4 separate regions of the Mus musculus genome follow, and all the other regions are linked to region 2. Evidence: chromatin contacts called from public HiChIP or PLAC-seq and promoter capture Hi-C data. All regions are on one chromosome and are shown on one strand. Each heading gives the region's core, a stretch centred on a gene start, on an enhancer-like site or on the middle of the called end of the contact. The rest is flanking DNA. Distances are from core to core; before and after follow the strand shown. Region 1 holds the start of Il27ra (interleukin 27 receptor, alpha). Region 2 holds the start of Ddx39a (DEAD box helicase 39a). Region 3 has its middle 4.4 kb from the start of Mir23a. Region 4 holds the start of Elmod2 (ELMO/CED-12 domain containing 2).

Region 1 (2,752 bases), core at 181-2,680, 330 kb after region 2:
AGCTTCCAGCCCTGCACCAACTTCATGCCTCACCCTGCTCTGCTTGGGGTCTGAATCCCTTGCTCTTAAGTCAACACCGTGACCTGAGGAGAGTGACTTAACCTCTCTGTTCTTCTTTAAAATGTATGCAGTACACCTACTTTCTGAAAGAACTCAACAGTGGGCCGGGTGACTGACAGTTTACACCCGACAGTTCACAGCTGTCATCCCAGCACACAGGAGACGAAAGCAGGATTGTTAGAGGCCAGCTTCACAGGGTAAGACCCTGTCTCAGAAAACATGCTGTTCCCCGGGGCTCCTCCCAAGGTGCTTTTTCTTTGTCCTTTACTTAGCGCAATTGAAATGAAGTTTCCAGATACACTCTCCCCTGGACCCTGAACCCCAAACCATACCAGAACCAGCTATTGTTGTTGTGATTACAAGCGCTACACTGACTTTTTTTTTTTTTTGAGACAGTTTCTTACAGCCCACGCTGATCTCAAACTTGTTGTGAAGCTGAGGTCGCTCTTGAACTCCTGATTTTCTTGCCTCCATCTTCCAAGAGCTGTGTTTGCAGGTGTGTGTCACCATGCTGCTTAGAGTGAACTCAGAAATTCAAGTTACCTGCCCGATGTCGTACAACAACGATATTAACCTGCTTTCTAGTGCTCAGCAGTTTTTCTTTGCCATGTGCCTACCGTGCTGATGGGCAGAATCAATCATGGCAGGCCTGTGCCGTCATTACTGTGGGGGTGGGGGTGGGGGTTGAGAGAGGGAAAGTGGTCAGACCTGAGTTATGCCATAAGGGAATGAGTGGGCTAGCCTGAGGGTTGTGAGAGTGTGGACCGAATTCTCAGTAGCCGGACTGAGGGGCGGGCGGTGATCCTCTTAACAAAATTCGCTTGAAATCTGAGTGACCACTTTCCGTCCTCAGTTTCCCCTAGACCACTCCAGGGTACTCACTATTTCTGACTCTGGTGATACAGCACAGGTGGAGTCTCCAGGTCGCCCAAAGGTTCCCAGGAGCAGTTCAGGATTCCCAGGGGACCGACGCTGTAGCACTGCAGTGGACCTGGACTGCCTGCAGGGGCGCAGAGAGCCGAGAGGACCGTGGTCAAGTTCCCCGGGGCCTGAACTTGCTGGACTGTGGATGCGTCCATCCTCTGGTACAGTGGTAGTGCAGTACCGGAGCGCAGGGCCTGGCACGTGCTGGGATGGCGCAGAGGGAGTCCCGGGCCCCTTTCCGACCTGCTACATCCTGTTGTCGCCCAGTTCCCGATGCCCTACAACTGTGACCCCGAGCCAGCCACTCACGAAGCTGCTCACCGTGGGGCCGCGTCCCGAGCAGCAGCGACATCAGCGACAGCAGAAGCTCCAACGGCGTGAGGCGTGCAACCCGGAGCCGGTTCATGGCTCCCAGGGACAAGTGACACCACCAGGCTTGGGGCTTACAGCCTGCGGGAAGGAAGCCACCCCGCCCCTGGCGGGAAGTCCCCAAATCCGCCCACCCCCAGCAATGATACGCACGCGTGCAAATGCTCAGAACTGAACCTTTATTTTATGTGGTGAGGAAGTCTGAGTACTGAGGACCAGGGGCTCTGTTTTGGGGTGGGGGGGAGGTTAGCCAGGGACAGTGGCGACAATTAGGGCCGGACTGAGGGTGGAGGTGGGGCAGACTCTAGTGTAGCCAGTTTAAGAAGATGGGCATCTGGTTGCTGCTGGGCTGCTGGGGGTGAGGTTGTGGCACGGAAGAACTCAGCCATGAAAAACAAGTTTCTGTTTGGCTGGATAGAGGAGGGGCCGGCAGCAAGGTGGGGAAAGGTTGGCAAGTAGTGTATGCATCTTGGCAGAGGGTCTGTAAGGAGACAGTGGACCCCTTGGTGCCTCGCCTGTAGGAATGCTCTTGAACATCGCACAGCTGACAGCAGCTTGCAGGCACGGCCCGCTTCTCCATTGCTCAACCCTGATCCTAGCACAAGCTGCTAATTTGGCTCTTGCTACAGCCCCACTCGCAGCAACTGCTGGAAAGGCCAGCCAACACATCTCTGCTGCCCCGAACCACTCCAGGTGACCCTTGCCAGCTGGCTCGACCACCGTAGAAAGCCTGGGGGGATTTGGTTAGGGCCAGCCACTCGCTGGAGCCCACCGCTTCATCCAGCTCGCTGGCCAGGTGGTCTGTATTGGCTTCTCCATCAGCGAAGAAGTCCCCTGCAAAAGCAAAGAGGAAGAATCAGGGCTTAGCCCACTTACATCTCCAGTCTGGAGGATCAAGGTTGCGGTTCTGAGTTTGATTTCATCCCCTCGAGGGTTCAAATGCTGGCTCTGTTGTCAGTTTCAGTGCTAAGCTGGACTTTCCTGTCACTGAGTTCATGCGATTCTTTATTTAATGTGGACGGCGTAGATGAAAATATGCATTTGGGAGCTAGGCTCCCTAAATCAGAATAGTAAATGACATTACTTCCGTCTCCCTCCTAGGCTCAGTTTTCTTTTCCACAAAGCAGGGGAGGGGGAGGGGAGATAATAATAACTTCTACTTTTTTTTTTTTTGGCTTTGTCAGGAGTATCAGACTGGATGCCCGCAAAAGCACAATACTATGGGATACATGAGGAGCACTCAAGTGAACACTGATCATTTATTGACCGTCTTGTTTGCTTTACCGAATTCACTTCTTCCAGCCTCTCAGTGACAGCTACTGAGTTTGCTGCTGTTGCCACCTACTTACTATTCACTAATTGGGACCCTGGCTCCTCATCAGGCTTGTGTGAGGACACA
Region 2 (2,827 bases), core at 227-2,726:
GAGTTGCCATGGTCATAACTAAGAGTGGTTTCAGCTCTGCAGGGATGGAATCTAGATGTGTGGGCAGTTTGTTTGTTCATTTTGTGTTTGTGTTTTGAAACAGAGTCTCTCTTTGTAGCCCTGGCTATCCTGGACTTTACTGTATAGACAAGGCTGGCCTTGGACTCAAAGAATTCTGCCTGCCTCTAACTATCCTATGTAGACCAGGCTAGTTGAAAGCAGAGTTCTCTGCTTCTAGAGAACTGGGACTAAAGTTCTGTGCCACTCTGACTGGTTTTTGTTTGTTTGTTTGTTTGTTTGTTTGTTTTGTTTTGTTTTGTTTTGAGAGAGAGAGAGAGAGAGAGAGAGAGAGAGAGAGAGAGAGAGAGAGAAAGAATTATGTTTGTGGAAAGAAAGGATGAGTGTAGACAGCATTAACATCTAGAGTTTATTTATCTGGCAGGTAGCCTCTCAGTACCATGATCTAGACAATGTAGATTGTGTTTCAGGCTGGGGATTTTATAGCTAAGGATGGGGAAGGGAGAAGAAGGTTTCATAGGGGCAGAATGGGGGTTAGCTGTTTTCCTTAGACAAGGTCTTTTTCTATCACCAGATATCTGGGGTCAGGCAGCTGCTTTTCTTCTGCAATCCCCAAAGAGCTGGCTTTCTGGAACTATGAGCTCAGTTTACGGCCTGGGATTTTTGTTTTGGTGGTGGTACAATGTAGGGGTAAGAAAAACAAGGGCTGGAGAGATGGCTCAGCGGTTAAGAACGCTGACTGTTCTTTCACAGGTCCTGAGTTCAAATCCCAGCAACCACATCATGACTCAACCATCTGTAATGAGATCTGACGCCCTCTTCTGGTGCTGTCTGAACAGCTACAGTGTACTAAGATGTAATAATAAATAAATCTTGCCAGGCCTGGTGGTGTACGCCTTTAATCCCAGCACTTGGGAGGCAGAGGCAGACGGATTTCTGAGTTCGAGGCCAGCCTGGTCTACAGAGTGAGTTCCAGGACAGCTAGGGCTTCACAGAGAAACCCTGTCTCGAAAACCAAAAATAAATAAATCTTTTTAAAAAGGGGGGCTGGGCGTGGTGGTGGACGCTTTTAATCACAGCACTCACACCTTCAATCACATGGAGGAAGAGGCAGGCAGATCTCTTGAGGACAGCCTGGTCACAGATGGAGTTGTTCCATGACAGCAGGGCTACCCAGAGAAACCCTGTCTCGAAATGATACAACCAAACAAAAGAGTCAGGGCTTCTAAGCTAGGCAGGCAAGGACACTTTAAAAAGCTGGGGCACATACACGCGCAATTAACGTGCGGATGCCAGCTAAAAGTGGCAGTATCCACTGTGGCCCTTAACTCATCTCACGTGACTGGGCGGGAACCGCCGCTTAGCCCACTCCCCCTTTGGACACGCCTACTTTACGACTGCCCAATGAACCTGAGTCTAGGTACGCCCAATAGCCGGTCGACAGCGTCCTTATAAACCAACCATCATCCTTTCCTCTGTTGAGTGATAAGCCAGCTATCCAGTGAGCGAGACTCGAGTTGGGCTCCAGGCAGGAAGCACTGTAGCGCGCGTCCAGGGTCGCGGCGTAGAACCGGACGGGTGGCTCTCTTTGCAGCTCGCGGAGGCGAACCGGGCGGCAGGTAAGTGGCGGGTCCCGAGGCCGGGGCCGCGGTGCGGGGCTGTGGGTTCGCCGAAAGGGAAGCTGCGGGGCGCGGTGCAGCGGGAGGAGTGGGCGCACAGCAGCGGGACGGTTAGGCACCTCGAGCCGGCGGCCGTTGGGCTCCATTGAGCATGCGCCAGGGGCGGGCCAGCCGTTAGTAGGTCGGCTTCCGGGGACGGTGATGGGAATGGCGGCTCTCGGAGGCCCCATGTGTACCGTGGTGGGATTGAGGGACCGGGCGGATCCACACTGCGTTTTCGGTCACGGCGAGAGGACTCAGGCTATCTGGGCAGACGTCCCGAGTCTGCAGTCACCGGCTTCCCGTCTTGTTCCGCCGCTCGCCCAGGAGATTCTTCTCCAGACTCTGATGCGGAAGGCCAGTGTCGCGCCTCTTAGGAACGTGGCCATTCACTCGGCGTCGCTTTCCCGGTGTGAGGCCGGTTCAGCCCGTTGCCTCTGGTCTGCCTGGACCTATAGTTGAAACTTTAGGTCTGTGACAGTCTGGGTTCACTTGTTTCATTTTCCTGGTTGAAGCAAGGCCTGACGTATTGGGGGTGGGGGGCCATACGCTCCGAGTTGCGCCTCAACTAGTTCCCGGAACCTTTTGTGTGCCTAGATTCTTGAGACAGGATCTCTTTACATAATCCTGGTCGTCCTTGAACTCTCTCTCTGAAGACCAGGTCGGGCTCGAACTCACTGAGGTCCACTTGGCTCAGTCCCCGGAGGTCTGGTATTAAAGGCGTGTCCCACTAAGCCCGGCTTCACATTTATCCTTTCACCAGCACAATAAATGTTTTTAAAGCAGTACTGCCTAAAGACAGAGTACACATATGAGAGGCCAGAAGATAGGTTCTCCTGAAATCGAGGTTGTTCTTGAAGTTTTTTATTTAGGTGTAAATATTTGAATGACTACCTGTGTGCAGGTGCTCTAGGAGGCCGGAAGTACTGACCCTGGAGTTAGAAGGATGTAAACTGAGAAACCTAACTCAGGTCGTGTGAAAGCATCATTAATTCTTAAGCCACATTGGCCACCTTGCCTAGCCAGTCTTAGAACTTAAAAGTTTTTTGGTTGTTGTTGAAACAAGATCTCACTGTGTAGCCCAGGCTAGCCTGGAACTAGAGATCTGTCTGTCCCTGTCTCAGGCATTTTTTAGAATTCATTTTTAATAT
Region 3 (2,771 bases), core at 196-2,695, 490 kb after region 2:
GAGCTAGAACTGGCGCCACCCTGGGTGTGGCTACTGAGCTGTGGCCCTGGGCAGAGCAGGGCTGGGTGGCAGGATGGGCACATGGGCCTTGAGGGACTCGGGGGAGCAAATCTGGGATGCCCGGTGATACCTCCCTTTTGTCTCCTGTGTACATTTGGGGCTCTGGAACCCTAAGCTTTGGGCCTGGGAATAATAATAATTATCGATCTATTAATAAAAGTTTTTGAGGCATGATCTAATGTAATGTAGTCCATGCTGGCCTGGAACTGGATAAGTAGTCCAGGATGTCCTTGAACTGGTCCTTAGGCCTCCACCTCCTGAATGCTAGGCTTACTTGTGTGCACCATGATGAAGGGTTTCTGCTTTAAGATGGGACCTGCTGACTCCATGCTTCCAGCAAAATAGCCAAGCACTCTCTACCCACAGTCAACTTTGGGGGTCGAGACACAGTCTCATTTCATAGCCTACCGCGGTCTTGAACACATGGCAGTCCTCCTGGCTCAGCCTCCTGAATGGTAGACTGACAGAGACGCCTCACAATGCCTGGCTGGTTCCTGGAAGTTTTGCGGAGTTAAGGGAGTGAGCCAAGCCTTCCAGAAGACAGTGGGTGATGGAGGTCAGCGCTCCTATCTCCAGTCCCAGGCCAGGCCAGGACCTGGGATGAACTTCACCCTGGGAGCACTGATTGGCTTGAGGGGAACCCAGCACCGCAAACAGAATGTTAAGGAATAGAGTGGGGGATCTGGTTGTTGGACTGTGTGGCTGGCGGGCAGCGAGGGTGGGACGTGGCTGTCGTCTTTGCCTATTTATACCAAGTGATTCAGCCCTCCCTCACCCCTTCCTGCGCCCCCTCCACTCGCGGCTAGGCACTAGGCCCACCCACTTGCCTATGCCCTGCCCCCCAACCCGGGCGGGTTGTCTGGTTCCTGCGTGGGGACGGACGTGGAGGGCAGGCATCTGTGCCGCAGGTCGGGTTGGCCCCAACCCAGCCGCCCAGCTCCTGGGAAGAGTGGGCCATTAGCGAGCGCTGGTGGCTGGGGCGGGGGCGGAGCTGGGCGGAGACTGCAGCCCTTGGTATTTTCCGATCCTCGCTGCTTCGCGAGAGTGGAAAGTATTTGAGGATCAGGGTTGGGGACGACCGGAGGGCCTCTGCCCTGGTTCTTTCTTGGGGTTCACTGTGGGTCCTCCAGGGATGCCGAGGGCTTGAAGGCTGTGTGTGCTAATTTAACTGACTGGGATACCACAGCCCAAGGCCCCCCGCCCTGTTTCTCAAGCCCTCCAGCTCCAGGACTTCTGTCCCTTTGAGTCTCCCTGTGAGACTAAGAGTCAGTACAGGGTGTCCCAGCTCCTGGACACCTGCGTGGTAATGCCCCCTCCACGCCAGACACAGACCTCTGGTGTGTGTGAGGATGGGAGTGGCCTTGGCTGCAGCCTTGGGCTCTTTGTAGGGGAAACCCCACAGGAAACCAGCCTGGCCAAATGGCCGCCCTTCCCGTTCTGGTCCCTGGGACGAATATGCTGTCTCACTTCCGGAGGTGATTGGGGAGGCTGGTCAGCCTGTGGACCTGGGCTGCCCCCAGAACCCAAAGAGACAGAGGTGGATTGGGGCTGGAGACTGTGTGTGTGTGTGTGTGTGTGTGTGTGTAAGCACGCGTACTGGGGAAGACACATCAGAATATCTCAATCCTTATTCCTCATTCCTCAGACATCGGTGATGCCAGATCTAGACGTTAAATCCACTGTCCTGCCTGTCACTGCCTGATATGACTGAATGCTTCTGTCCTTGATGTCACCCAGGAACTCTTCCAATTATTGGGAAGTAGAGATTTTCTTTTTTTTTAAGACTTATTTTTTTACTTTTGTGTATGTGTTGGGTATGTGCATGTATGTGTAGGTGCCTAAAGGGTCCAGAAGAGGGCGCCACATGTGAGCCGGGAAACCAAATTCAGGTTCTCAGAAAGCAATATGCAGTCTAAACTATTGAGTCATCTTTCCAGCCCTGAACTTGTTTTCTTTTTTTTTTTTTAAGATTTATTATTATATGTAAGTACGCTGTAGCTGTCTTTAGACACTCCAGAAGAGGGTGTTAGATCTCATTACGGATGGTTGTGAGCTACCATGTGGTGGCTAGGATTTGAACTCAGGACCTTCGGAAGGGCAGTCAGTGCTCTTACCCGCTGAGCCATCTCTCTAGCCCTAAACTTATCTTTTTTAGAGTCTCATGTATCCCAGGTTGCCCTCCAGCTTGCTCTGTAGACACATTTCTTGTTTTTATTTTTATTTTGTTTTTCCTAGACAGGCTTTCTCTGTGTAGTCCTGGCTGTCCTGGAACTTCCTCTGTAGACCAGGCTGGCCTTAAACTTCCTGAGACATACCTGCTAATGCCTGCGGAGTGCTGGGAACATGTGTATAAACCACCACACTTCCTTGATATGGTACTGGGGGTGAAGCCAAGCCCAGTCAGTGTGCTAGGCCAGCAGCTGCCATTGAGCCTTACCCCTTGTTGCTTTTTTTTTTTTTAATTAAAAATTATTTCACCGGGTGTGGTGGCGCACACCTTTAATCCTAGCACTTGGGAGGCAGAAACAGGTGGATTTCTGAGTTCGAGGGCAGCCTGGTCTACAAAGTGAGTGCCAAGGACAGCCAGGGCTATAGCCATGGCTACACAAAGAAACCCTGTCTCAAAAAAACAAAACCAAACCAAAACAACAATTATTTCCGTGTGCAGATGTTTTGTCTGCATGTATGTCTGCAGAGTTCAGAAAAAAGTG
Region 4 (2,700 bases), core at 36-2,535, 380 kb before region 2:
TCCAAAATCGGAAAAAGTGTCCATAGAAAAACTCCCACAGAGACACGAACATGTTTCCCTGGAAAGAGGATATAAACACACAAGCTTAACGGTCTCAAACTGGAATTATAAAACTGAAAAAGAAATTAAGTTGATCCAACTCCCCAAATGATAATGAAATATATTATTCCATTGTGTCTATTTTGTGAGTGTTTAATTCATCAGGCAAGGAAATAACATACAACAGCTTAAATAATGATTTGCCAAATGGTCACTTGAAAAAAAAATGTAAAAAGTAGCCAAATAACTGGCCAAATTATTTAATCGCTAAAAAGAATAACCACATTTCATTTTTGCCAAATATTATATTTAATATTTTGGATTCATACTTCCGTTTTTCATCCCTTGAAACTTGGAACAAAGAAGTTCAAGAATAAAAGGACCAACCGAGCAACAATTTCAAATCTACCACACATCAGATGTGGCTTCCCAAAAAATGAGCTCTTCTCAGCCTTGGTTGAGAGCGCGCCCAGCTGTCCCTGTCAGCTGACTCCGACAAATGAAAACACTACAAGTGGCTTACAAACTGAAGCATACAGGTTGGGAAACCGAGCAGATGGCATCCTGACGAATTCATCATTGTTCTAGTCAGTAGGTGAAGGGCAGAGACACCAAGAGGTTAAAAAACAAAAAACCCCACAAAATCTATACACTTGATATAACTGATCTTGCAATAAAACTCTTTTCGGGTGCTAAACGAAGGGGAGGAGGGATACCGGGAACTCCAGCCCTGGGATTCGCAGACACACCCTCTCTGCGCCCGGGCCCGAGGAGCTGTCAAATTCGAAATCCCCGCAAGGCAAGGCACCAGGTGTCGGTGCCAGACACGCGGATCAGGATCTTTAAAATGAGTCATCCCGTCGGCGCTTGTCGGGACGAAGCGGGCAGAAGTGCCAGGCGCAGGCAGGCCGTCCCGCCGAGCCCCAGGGCCTCGGGAAACCGAGTGCGAGCCCCGTGGGCACCGCGCCGTCCCGCCCCTCTCGCGCGCGGGAACGCTGCACAAAGCCCCGACGGCCCCCGCACCCTGCGGGTTATCCGCGGGACGCCAGCGAGGCTTGCGCAGCCGCACGCCAGCAACTCAGAGTGAGAGAAAAATAAAACAGCAGCCACCTCACAGGAGCGGAAGAACTAGGGGGAAGCTGGCACTGCCTCGGTTTCCCCAGCTGCAAACACCGGCAACGGAAACGACGCTCTACGTGGAGCGCTCCCTGCGAACACCGCGACCCGGAAGTCCGCACGGAGGCTGCGGGGGCGGGGTGTCTCTTGGCTCCGCGCCCCGCCTCTTCGTCTTCTTCCGATTGGCTCGCTCTCAGCCTATCGCCGGCGCGGAAGGAGGGGCCCGCGGGCAGGCGCGCCAGACGCTGGACGGTTCCCATGGCAACGGCGGCGGCCGCACTCCCAGCCCAGCGCCAACGAGTTCCCTGTGGACTCGGCCTGGGAACTTTGCTCTGGGCTTTCCGGGACTCTTCCACCGCGGGCGTGACCACAGCACTTTCACTTACATTTCCTAATCTGCGAAGTGATTATTTCCCATCTTTATGAGGCACAAAGGAAACTTGGGTCGAAGGCACTTTATGGATGACGCAAAAGAACTTGCGTGACTAAGTGTGTGCAATGAGAAGTTGCGAGTTTTTCCTCTGAAAACAAACATGGAACACTTAATTCATCAAACGTTCATTTCTTAACATCGTTTCTACTGGAGGAATAATCTGTGCCTTTTTTTTAAACCTCAAAAGTATGGTTTTTATGTGCTAGGTGGTCTTCTACAAGGGACTCGCACGCCAAACCAACCAGCAAAAGCATAGTATCAGGTGAAGCTGCCTAACAAAGTTATTAAGGGGATTAGGGAGTAGGGGAAGGGATCATTACATACAGCGGAATCAGCAAAGTAAGGATAAGCGTTACTAGAGGAGATGAGGGAGTGTGCTGGGCCAGCTTCAGGAGGAAGACTGATCCACAGGACAGTAAATGTAGAAGTCCTGGGTTAGGAATGTATTACAAAAGGCTGATGGCACAATAATGGGGTTGGTGGGTTGGATAAGAAAGAGCCAAGTGGAGAGAAGGCTAAATATAAAAGAAGTTAAAAATGAAACAAAAGAAATTCCTGAATTGGGCACGCTCATGCATGCCTGTAATTACATGCCAGCTGGAGGGTGATGTGGGCAGGGAGATCTGCAGTTCAAGGCTACTTAAGGATCTGCCTAAAAAAGTAGATAGATAGATAGATAGATAGATAGATAGATAGATAGATAGATAGATAGATAGACAGACAGACAGACAGTTTAGCCTCCTACCCAAACAAGATTCCTGGCTCCTTGGTCCCCTTGTCAGGACCAACCACTATTAGTTCCTTATACTTCCAAAAATATTCAAGCCAGTGTCTTGTCTATGCCCCATCCATCTCCGTGTTAGGTCTGATTAAGTGCGCAGTACATGCCTTTCCAATTTTTCTTTTTTTCAAGACAGGGTTTCTCTGTGTAGCCCTGGCTGTCCTGTCACTTTGTAGACCAGGCTGGCCTCGAACTCAGAAATCCACCTGACTCTGCCTCCTGAGTGCTGGGATTAAAGGCATGCACCACCACGCCCGGCATGCCTTTCCATTTTAAAGGTAGATTCTTCTTGTAGAGCATAAACCTATGAAGGGCAGACAAGCCACCACCT

Evidence for each region. Promoter capture Hi-C pulls out the DNA fragments that hold promoters and counts their contacts. HiChIP or PLAC-seq counts read pairs in DNA pulled down with a chosen protein or histone mark. Capture Hi-C pulls out chosen DNA fragments and counts their contacts.
Region 1: a contact with region 2 is called in a promoter capture Hi-C map of embryonic stem cells. The contact joins the promoter of Il27ra here to the promoter of Ddx39a in region 2. A contact is called at or near these places in 7 of 39 promoter capture datasets (the C10 cell line, cranial neural crest, embryonic stem cells and 4 more), 2 of 115 datasets of contacts at active chromatin or transcription factors (extraembryonic endoderm stem cells and large pre-B cells) and 2 of 9 other capture datasets (adipose tissue and liver).
Region 3: a FOXA1 HiChIP or PLAC-seq map of pancreatic cancer cells shows a contact between it and region 2. The contact joins the enhancer-like site here to the promoter of Ddx39a in region 2. A contact is called at or near these places in 1 of 39 promoter capture datasets (pre-B cells), 1 of 15 datasets of contacts at CTCF or cohesin (the NIH/3T3 cell line), 6 of 115 datasets of contacts at active chromatin or transcription factors (effector CD8 T cells, extraembryonic endoderm stem cells, fetal liver and 3 more) and 2 of 9 other capture datasets (adipose tissue and liver).
Region 4: a contact with region 2 is called in a promoter capture Hi-C map of adipose tissue. The contact joins the promoter of Elmod2 here to the promoter of Ddx39a in region 2. A contact is called at or near these places in 1 of 39 promoter capture datasets (erythroid cells), 1 of 484 Hi-C or Micro-C datasets (erythroblasts) and 1 of 9 other capture datasets (adipose tissue).

The regions. Positions count from the first base shown.
Region 1 is chr8:84,041,145-84,043,896 of GRCm38.p6, forward strand. Il27ra (interleukin 27 receptor, alpha) reads right to left here and starts at 1,431. Exons shown (of 14, transcript NM_016671.3): 1 at 1,306-1,431; 2 at 943-1,060. The coding sequence starts at 1,390. Rln3 (relaxin 3) reads right to left here. Exons shown (of 2, transcript NM_173184.1): 2 at 1,923-2,187. The coding sequence ends at 1,949.
Region 2 is chr8:83,713,701-83,716,527 of GRCm38.p6, forward strand. Ddx39a (DEAD box helicase 39a) reads left to right here and starts at 1,477. Exons shown (of 11, transcript NM_197982.3): 1 at 1,477-1,637.
Region 3 is chr8:84,202,711-84,205,481 of GRCm38.p6, forward strand. No RefSeq gene overlaps it. Among named protein-coding and RNA genes, the nearest start is that of Mir23a, 4.4 kb to the right of the region's middle. Within about 2 kb of position 1,446, at least 371 of the 459 cell types and tissues checked have an H3K27ac peak or open chromatin away from gene starts, as enhancers often do. A contact at or near this core is called in the NIH/3T3 cell line, adipose tissue, effector CD8 T cells and 6 more, where this site is marked.
Region 4 is chr8:83,331,201-83,333,900 of GRCm38.p6, forward strand. It overlaps Elmod2 (ELMO/CED-12 domain containing 2), which reads right to left and starts at 1,286. Exons shown (of 9, transcript NM_178736.5): 1 at 1,150-1,286; 2 at 1-58. The coding sequence starts at 52. It overlaps Gm32327 (predicted gene, 32327), which reads left to right and starts at 1,419. Exons shown (of 2, transcript NR_168721.1): 1 at 1,419-1,850.